2 separate regions of the Mus musculus genome follow, and region 2 is linked to region 1. The links are chromatin contacts, called in public targeted proximity ligation maps. All regions are on one chromosome and are shown on one strand. The core of a region is the stretch at or near the end of the contact, and the rest is flanking DNA. Distances in the headings are between cores, read along the strand shown. Region 1 has its middle 8.4 kb from the start of Gm36126. Region 2 overlaps Il33 (interleukin 33).

What was found.
Region 2: a targeted proximity ligation map of extraembryonic endoderm stem cells shows a contact between it and region 1. A contact is called at or near these places in 2 of 484 Hi-C or Micro-C datasets (the HPC-7 cell line and liver), 7 of 130 datasets of targeted methods (the 230-238 cell line, embryonic stem cells, extraembryonic endoderm stem cells and 2 more) and 1 of 9 other capture datasets (pancreatic islet).

What each region holds. Positions count from the first base shown.
Region 1 is chr19:29,673,776-29,677,861 of GRCm38.p6, reverse strand. No RefSeq gene overlaps it. Among named protein-coding and RNA genes, the nearest start is that of Gm36126, 8.4 kb to the left of the region's middle.
Region 2 is chr19:29,938,611-29,942,696 of GRCm38.p6, reverse strand. All of the region lies in intron 1 of Il33 (interleukin 33), which reads right to left. Among named protein-coding and RNA genes, the nearest start is that of Gm41832, 14 kb to the right of the region's middle.

The DNA of each region.
Region 1 (4,086 bases), core at 727-3,226:
AAGTGTTAATCCAAGCACTTAGGAGGCAAAGGCAGATCTCATCTGAGTGCGAGGCCAGTCTGCTCTACAGAGTGAGTTCCAGGACAGCCAGAGCTACACAGAGAAACCATCTGGAAAAACAAAACAAAAACAAACAAAAAGGGGCTGGTGAGATGGCTCAGTGGGTAAGAGCACCCGACTGCTCTTCTGAAGGTTCGAAGTTCAAATCCCAGCAACCACATGGTGGCTTACAACCACCCATGATGAAATCTGACTCCCTCTTCTGGAGTGTCTGAAGACAGCTACAGTGTACTTACATATAATAAATAAATAAATCTTAAAAAAAAAATAGAGAGCTTTATTTTTTTTAATTGTGGACCAGCCAGATGAGGTGGCACACACCTTTAATCTCAGCACTCAGGTGTGGCAGGAGTATCTTTGTGAGTTTGAGTCCAGCCAGGTATACACAGTGAGTTCCAGACCAGTCAGGGAAAGTTATACAATGGGACCTTCTCTCTCTCTCTCTCTCTCTCTCTCTCTCTCTCTCTCTCTCTCTCTCTCTCTCTCTCTGTGTGTGTGTGTGTGTGTGTGTGTCTCTGTCTCTGTCTCTCTCTGTCTCTGTCTCTCTCTCTCTCTCACACACACACACACATGTGGACCAAAGGTGTTGTCCATATTAAGATATCTGCTGAAGTCACTAAATGTTGACTGTTGATTAAACCAAAAAAAAAAAAAGTTTCCTTTTCCTCTTCTGAGACCATGCTTGGAGGCGTTCAACCTGGTCTAACACTCGACAGTCATAGGCCTTTCTACAGTGCCACCTCTAACAAGACCAGGCTGTTTCAATACCCTGGCGGTGGGACCGTTCACCTTTACACCAAGAAGGTTGGGAAAGCACCCCAGTGCACATGTGATGTGTACCCAGGCATACTTCCAGGCTCAGCATATCAAACCTAGTCCTTATGAGCTTGTTTAAAAAAAAAAAAAAAAAAAAAAAGCAACCAAAGCTATTATGGGATGGAGCTTGCTTCCTTATGGAGGAGCAGAAAATTGTTGTGAAAGTGTTGAAGGCACATACACAGAATAAATATAAAGCTCTTAGGTTAAAAAAAAAAAGTGGGCAGGGTGGTTCAGGGTGAGCGTGGGAGGTTATAACTTTTATGGCCACTAGAGCTACGGTCCACAGCATGTTCCTGTTTGCCTAATTAGCAAATCAGCTTTATTGCATCCCTCGTTGATCATTCTGAATTAGTGTAGAGCCAGACAAGTGTGAGAGACAAAAGTGAATAGAAACATGCCTGGCCAAATGACTTCAAGGTTAAAGCCACCTGCCGCCGAATCTGATGACCCGAGTGTGAACCTTAGGACTCACATGATAGAAGGAGAGGAGCCATTGCCTCAAGTTGTTTCCTGACCTCTGCACATACATGGTGAAATACCCTCCAACACACCACACACACACACACACACACACACACACCACACACATTAAATAAGTAGAGTTTTAAAAATTAATGGAACATGGCTCATTGTGTTCCGTGGCAGAAAAATGTATGCCCAAAGTACTGAGGTATTCCCCCATCTATACGTTCTTCTTTATGAAGCTCTCTGAGCTTATATTGGCTTCTAAGAAGTCTCTGCTAGGAGATACGTTTTCCCAACAGCTTCTTGAGATCATGCCTAAGTTTACTTGGATCTGAATGCTTGTTGAGAAACAACTTGAATGGCAGTAAATAAAAGAAAATACAGCTGTATAGCCTAGTCCAGTGCCTGGTAGACAGTTGCTTCTCAATAAATTCTAGTACCTCTCTGTGTGGAGCATCAACCCTGAACCAGGCCATGCTCACAAGAAAACTAACACAGTTCTTAAGAAATAATTAATGTCAGGCTTTGGAAAGTTAGGGTAAGTTGAGACACGAGGCCCGTGGTCCTCAGTTTTTATCTTTCCTGACTCATGAGAGGCGTTGCTAGCTGATCACTGGCCTTTGCCACAGAGCCTGACCTTAGCTCTAGAATCCTCTCTCTGATCTAATCATTTGCAATTCCGGGCCAGGAGAAAGAGGCTGGGGGTGGGGAAACGTCTTTCTTATTTGGTTTTAAGGTGAGGTTGCATAGTTTTCAGGAGTCATTAAATCCCTCTGACCCCGTGTTAACTCATCTGTGAGACGGAGTCTGTCTTCTCACGGGACCATCCCATACAGCTGTTCTGGAGCAAAGAAAAATGAGGAAGTGTTTGGAGACCGAACAGAACAAGGAAGTCCCAGAAGGGCAGCCAGTCACTCACCTCTGCTGGCAGGAGAGTTCCATTAAGGCATATTTTAACACGGAGAAGATCTGGGCTGGGCTTGGGGATTTTGTTTGTTTGTTTGGTTTGGTTTTTTTGAAGCAGAGTCTTGCTTGTGGACCATGCTGGCCTCACATTCACTGTTGTCCCCTTGCCTCGGCCTCCGACTAGAATCTTGTCTCAAAAGGACTTTTCCAGAGCCAGTTGAGATGGCTCCACAGGTAAAGGCGCTTGCAGTGTAAACCTGGGGACCTGAGTTCAATCCCCAGGGCTGTGAAGTACCCTGCCCCACCCCACCCCCAAATTAAATTAAATCAATAAAAAGTGACTGCGGTAACATTTTAAAAAGGACTTTCTTCTTATAAATAAGGAAGAAAGCAAAAGAGAAAGCAGAGTAACAGAAGACACGGCCTGGAGACAGACGCACTAGGATAGGTTACGTTCCAGTTAGGACTCTTGCCCAACAACCCAACAACTTGGATCTTTGCAATGGGATACTCGGCTTCTGTAGGTCTCACAGTCTTACAAAACAGGACAATCAACACCCATCCATCAAGGCTATTGGAAAGTGAAATAAGTTCATATTTATAAGAAGGACCTGGGCAGAGCTGGGCAGATAGGAAAAACTTAAGGAACTCAGCAACTTGACGCCGCCCCCACCCCGACCCACCCCGGGCAGCATCATGGTGGTACGAATTGAGTTTCTCACGCATCGCCTGTCCATCCGTCCTTCCAGTTTCCACTGAACATGCTCACTTTGTGATGAGCTGGAGAGGATGTGTGTTGCTATTAAACTTTTTTATTTTAATCTCAGGACCATCAGGAGAGGAAAGGCGGCCATTTCGCACAACGTGAATGGAGCCCCTCCTCAGCATTCAGCTTCTTTCGCAGTTTTATCCCGTTTAGCTTTCGGAGGTGCCTTTCCTTACAACTCCACCGCCACGTGCCCGAGAGGAACGAGGGGGCCTCCGTGGCATACAGGCAGATGTGGGCTCGCAGGAAGATCACTTGGAAGGTTTCCCAGCACTGTGTAGCCTGTACCGAGGGTCGGGAGGGATGAGAGGGGCCTCTGCCTTTCTTAGAGAAGGAGCTCGAAAGCCAACAGTTCTAGGACATCCTGACTAGTTCTTCTCTGCAAGTCCTGAGGGTCCTTGCTAGTGCCAGCTCCCACGTGACCGGACCCCTGTCACTTCTCAGAGTCACAGAAATGTAAATGCCTTTATTCATTGGCTTGGTCCCTCACCTTCCCAGCTTGCCCTAGACTGGGCTCCAGGCACCTGCTCAGAGCCCTTCACGCCACAATCTTCTGCATCCAGGACATCCTCACAGACTTTAGTCAGTTCCCATGCTGGAATTGGAGGCCCATAGCACCTCACCCTGCTTTTACTTTAGGAACAATGGCCCAGTATTGGGTAACTGGGTTCTTGCAATGACTTTGTAACTCCTTTGAGTAAGCCTTAACTGTATCTAATGCCCAGTCAGACTTCTAACGGGTGCACACACGTCCCAGGATATCTATACAGACAAGCCCAATACACACTGAAAAATGTGCTTTGCAATTAAAAAAAAATTTATTTATTTATAAGGTACACTGTAGTTGACTTCAGACACACCAGAAGAGGGCATCAGATTTCACTACAGATGGTGTGAACCACCATGTGGTTGCTGGGATTTGAACTCAGGACCTCTGGAAGAACAGTCAGTGCTCTTAACCACTGAGCCATCTCTCTAGCCCCTTGCTGTGCAATTTTTAAAAGCATTTATTTGGAAGGGGAGGGCATGTATGTGCTATGGCACACATGGGAATCAGAGGGGGCCTTGTA
Region 2 (4,086 bases), core at 1,052-3,551, 260 kb before region 1:
CTGTGTACAGAGGGCTGTCTAATGATGACGCCAATGAGTCAGACAGCTTGCTGCTAGGCTAGGTGCTGGGAAGCAGTGGTGAACCAGTCAAAATCCTGCCTTCTGAAGCTTACTCGACACTGGCAGGCGGCTGTTGAGTAATATTCAGGCAAATACAATCTTCCCGAACACTGACGTCAGGAACCCAGAAAGGAGCTGGTGCTGAGGAAGGGCAGTCCCAACTTAATGTCAAAGGTCCTTCCACAAAGTGCAAGGAATCTGGGGGTGGGGCAGAAACGCCTTCTGTGCAAAGAACACTCCAGGGTAATGGTTCAGTTCAAGATGGGCATAATCTGCTTAAAGAACAGGGGGAGCCTGGTTGAACCACAATAGGCTATCAGGAACATAGTAGATGGGGGTAGAGATGGTAGAGAGCAGGAGGCATGTTTGGTTGGGCTCAAGAAGCCAAAGGAAGTAGCCTAGCCTCAACTTAAAAGACAGAAGGAGCCAAAGAAAAGGTTTTAAGCAATATGGATGTGATTTGACCTTTTTTTTTTTTTCATTTCTCTTTCTTACCTCCCTTCCTCCCTCTGCCCCTTCCTCCCTTCCCTCTCTCTTTTCTTTCCTTCCCTCCTCCTCTTCTTCTTCTAGATGAAAATTCACATATCCCAGACCTCGATACAAGTCGCTGCGTAGAGGACTTTTTAAAATTACATTTATTTGTTAGTCACGGGCCATGAATATCATAGGACAACTTGCAGGGACGGCTGCTCTCTTTTACTACACGGGTTCCAAGCATCAAACTTACAAGATTTAGCAGGAAGCACCTTTGCCCACTGTACCTAAGCTCAGTGACCCAGTCTGGGCCTTCTGACTCTCTTGACTCTGTCTCCATCGTGCCTAGAACCCAGGACTTTGCTCATGCTAAGCAATCACTCTACCAACTGAGCTTTGGGTCCTGGCCTTTCCCTTTTAAAAAAACTATGGCTACTATACAAGAAACATCTGAAGGCCAAGAAGAAGGGTGAGCGAGGAGTTTACAATAGGTCAGTCTTTAAAAAAATAAAATAAAACAACATATAATATATATATTGTTTAAAAAAATGTATGTGCACTGTACGTGCCTGTGTGCATTTATGCACACCATGCATGTGTGTGAGTGTGTGCCTACACAGGCTAAAGAGGGTCTCAGATCCCTGGAACTGGATTTACCAGTGGTTGTGAGTTGCCATATGTGGGTTCTGGCAGCTAAACCCAGGTCCTTCGCAAGAACAGCATGCGCTCTTAACTGCTGAGTCATCTGTAGCCATTAAGACACTCCTGAGTGAGGACAGTGTCCGTGAGGTGACTACAGCTTCACAGCTTTGGCCATTCATCTTATGTGAGCCAGGAGCCTTTTCACTAGCTATTTGCATATGGTTATCTCCCTGTTAGCGGCGTAAACAGTAGCTCACCTCTTGCCCAGGGATGGTCTGGCAAGGGCCACACTGCTAATTGTAAGTAAAGCCGGATCTGATAACAAGCTCTTTCCCTGAAGGCATGGGGAACATTGCTAGAATGGGATGATGTTGAATTCCAGGGCCTAAGTTCTAGTTTATGCTGTGTCAAGCCTTTATGGTCTAACATGAGAAGATTCATGAGTCTGTGATGGGAATCTCAAAGACATATTGCTAGTGCATAGAAAGAGGCAGTGTCCCCAAATGATCTGCTTTAGTTTTATTTCTACAGCTGTGATAAAATACTCCAACAAAAAGCAACTTGGGAAAAGGATGGTTTTACTTAAGTTCATAATTTCAGGTTATGTACCCCCGTGGGGGAAGTCAAGACAGGAACTTTAAACAGCTGTTCACATCTCATCGCAGTCAAGAGAAGGAAACAAATGCTTACGGGCTGGCTTGTTTGCATTCAGCTCAGTTTCTCCATTCCTATACTGCTTAGAAGTCCCCTCCTCCTCACCAGGGAATTGTGCCACTCACAGTGGGCTAGATCCCTCCACGTCCATTAACCAAGACCATCCCCCAAAGCCATCCGTACAGTGTGGCCCGCTGCACACACCCCCTTGATTAGGCTCTTTTCTCCAGACATTGTAAGTTATATCAAGTTGAAACCATCACATGGTCTTAGCTGATAGTCGATGGCTAAGCTTTCTAAGACAGAGTGACTTCATCACAGGACAATGCTGACGCACAGTGGGTCTCTTACACCAACTCTGTGCCCTCTTGGTTTTCACTTCCTTTCAGGCGGAGGCTGGAATAAGGGAAGGGAAAGCTGTCGTGAAAGCTCCCTCCTCCTCGGAGCTGAGTTACTTTCTCTTTCCTTCCTCCCACTGCTCTGAAATTTCCCTCTCCCTGGGAAAGGAAGTGCTCCCTGGAGAAAGCTGACAAAGCAATGAGTCTAGACAGATCACCCTCCAGAAGAGGGCGAGGACCACATTATTACTGGAAAGATTTCCTTTAAGCCTTTAAAGTGAGAGGCACTTAGTATTGGTTTTTAATTATTAAAAATTAATTTGCACACACACACACACACACACACACACACACACACACACACATACCTGTTTTTGCCCAAGGGGATCAAAAGAGGGTATTAGATGTGAGCTCTCTCACATAGATCCTAGGGACCCAATTTGGGTCTTCCGGAAGCATACCAGGTGCTTTTAAGCACGAGCCTTCTCTCCAGCCCCAGCTTTTATTATCTGTGATTCTCTGCTCTGCCTTGCTGTTGCTTCTTTGGATATAGTGTCCTCCCCATCAGCCTCTATCATCTCCCTCCACACCCTGTACCTTTTACGTCATAGGGCACAGGTGTCTGTCACTCATCAGTGCCCACCTGCTTCCACACCTGCAGAGCCTGGCTCACCTGTCCTTGCCAGTGATGCCGGAAAATGTTTCATTTTGACCCCTGGAGCGTAATCCTAATGTTTTATTTATCTTATCCTAATGGGACTCAGACTTCTTGTTCTTGGGTGGCGACACTTCCTAAAGTAGAGTAGCTGACCTTCCGGCTGGCCCATGCTCTCCAATCTTAGGTTGACCATTCAATTTATTCAGCTCAGGGCATCCTTTTATTTCCTGGCTTCCTCTCAAAACCTACTCTATACTTACACGTGTTTTGAATGTCCCTGATGTGTGTGCATTAAGTTTGGTGTGATTTTGAAAAAGATAGACTGGCTTCCTGGTCCTAGGATCCTAGGCTCAGGATCCCCATACTGCATATCCCCACCCCCACTTCTTGGACCTTTCACTGTTCTATCAGGTTTCCTGTCTTAAAAGCAAGGCGAGTGTATGTGTCCTGCGTGGTGTCTCCTGTCTCCCAGAATCCCCCTTGGGTACCTGCTTCTGCACCTACTCCTTTTTCACTCCTAGGATGCCATCCTGGTCCCCTCTGTCCACTGTTAGCTCCCACGCACAGGTGAGCCCACAGTGGTGTTTGCTGTTTCATTTTGTTTTTATGTATTCAGAACTGTTAGCACTAGAGGAAAGGTGCGTGTAACCACGTGAAGGATGTGCTTAACACATAGACCTTTGGCTTTAGTTTAACTCTGAAGGGCAAAACAAATTTTTCTCCTACATATAGAATAGGTTTTTAAGTAAAACTTAGTAAGTAAATACATAAATGACTTTTATAGAAATTCAAAATAAATATGAAATATCAAATAGGAATAAAGTGTTTGTTTCAGTTTCTCTTTTTTCTATTCCCAACCAGGGACACATTTTTGGAATTTACATTATACATTTAGTATATTGTAAATATATTAATTTATTACATATTAATATATTAATAAATGTAATAAAATACATTTAATATATTTGACCCTTGAATAAGCACCATGTGACTGGTTTGTGCTGCATTAAGTGTTTTATATAGTTACATATATAATATATATAATTCACACTTGATTAAGTATTGTGTGCCAAGTACCATACTTTATATAATTAACTTGGTCATCACAGCAATCTTGCCAGGGTGGTACTATGTTCTGTCATACCCAGATGAAGAAAATGGAGCACAGATAATGTAAGTAATTTACCCAAGGTACAATGTCTAAAAGCTCAAGCAAACACTTTAAGGAAATGGGTGGGGAGATCTAATCCTGTTACATTC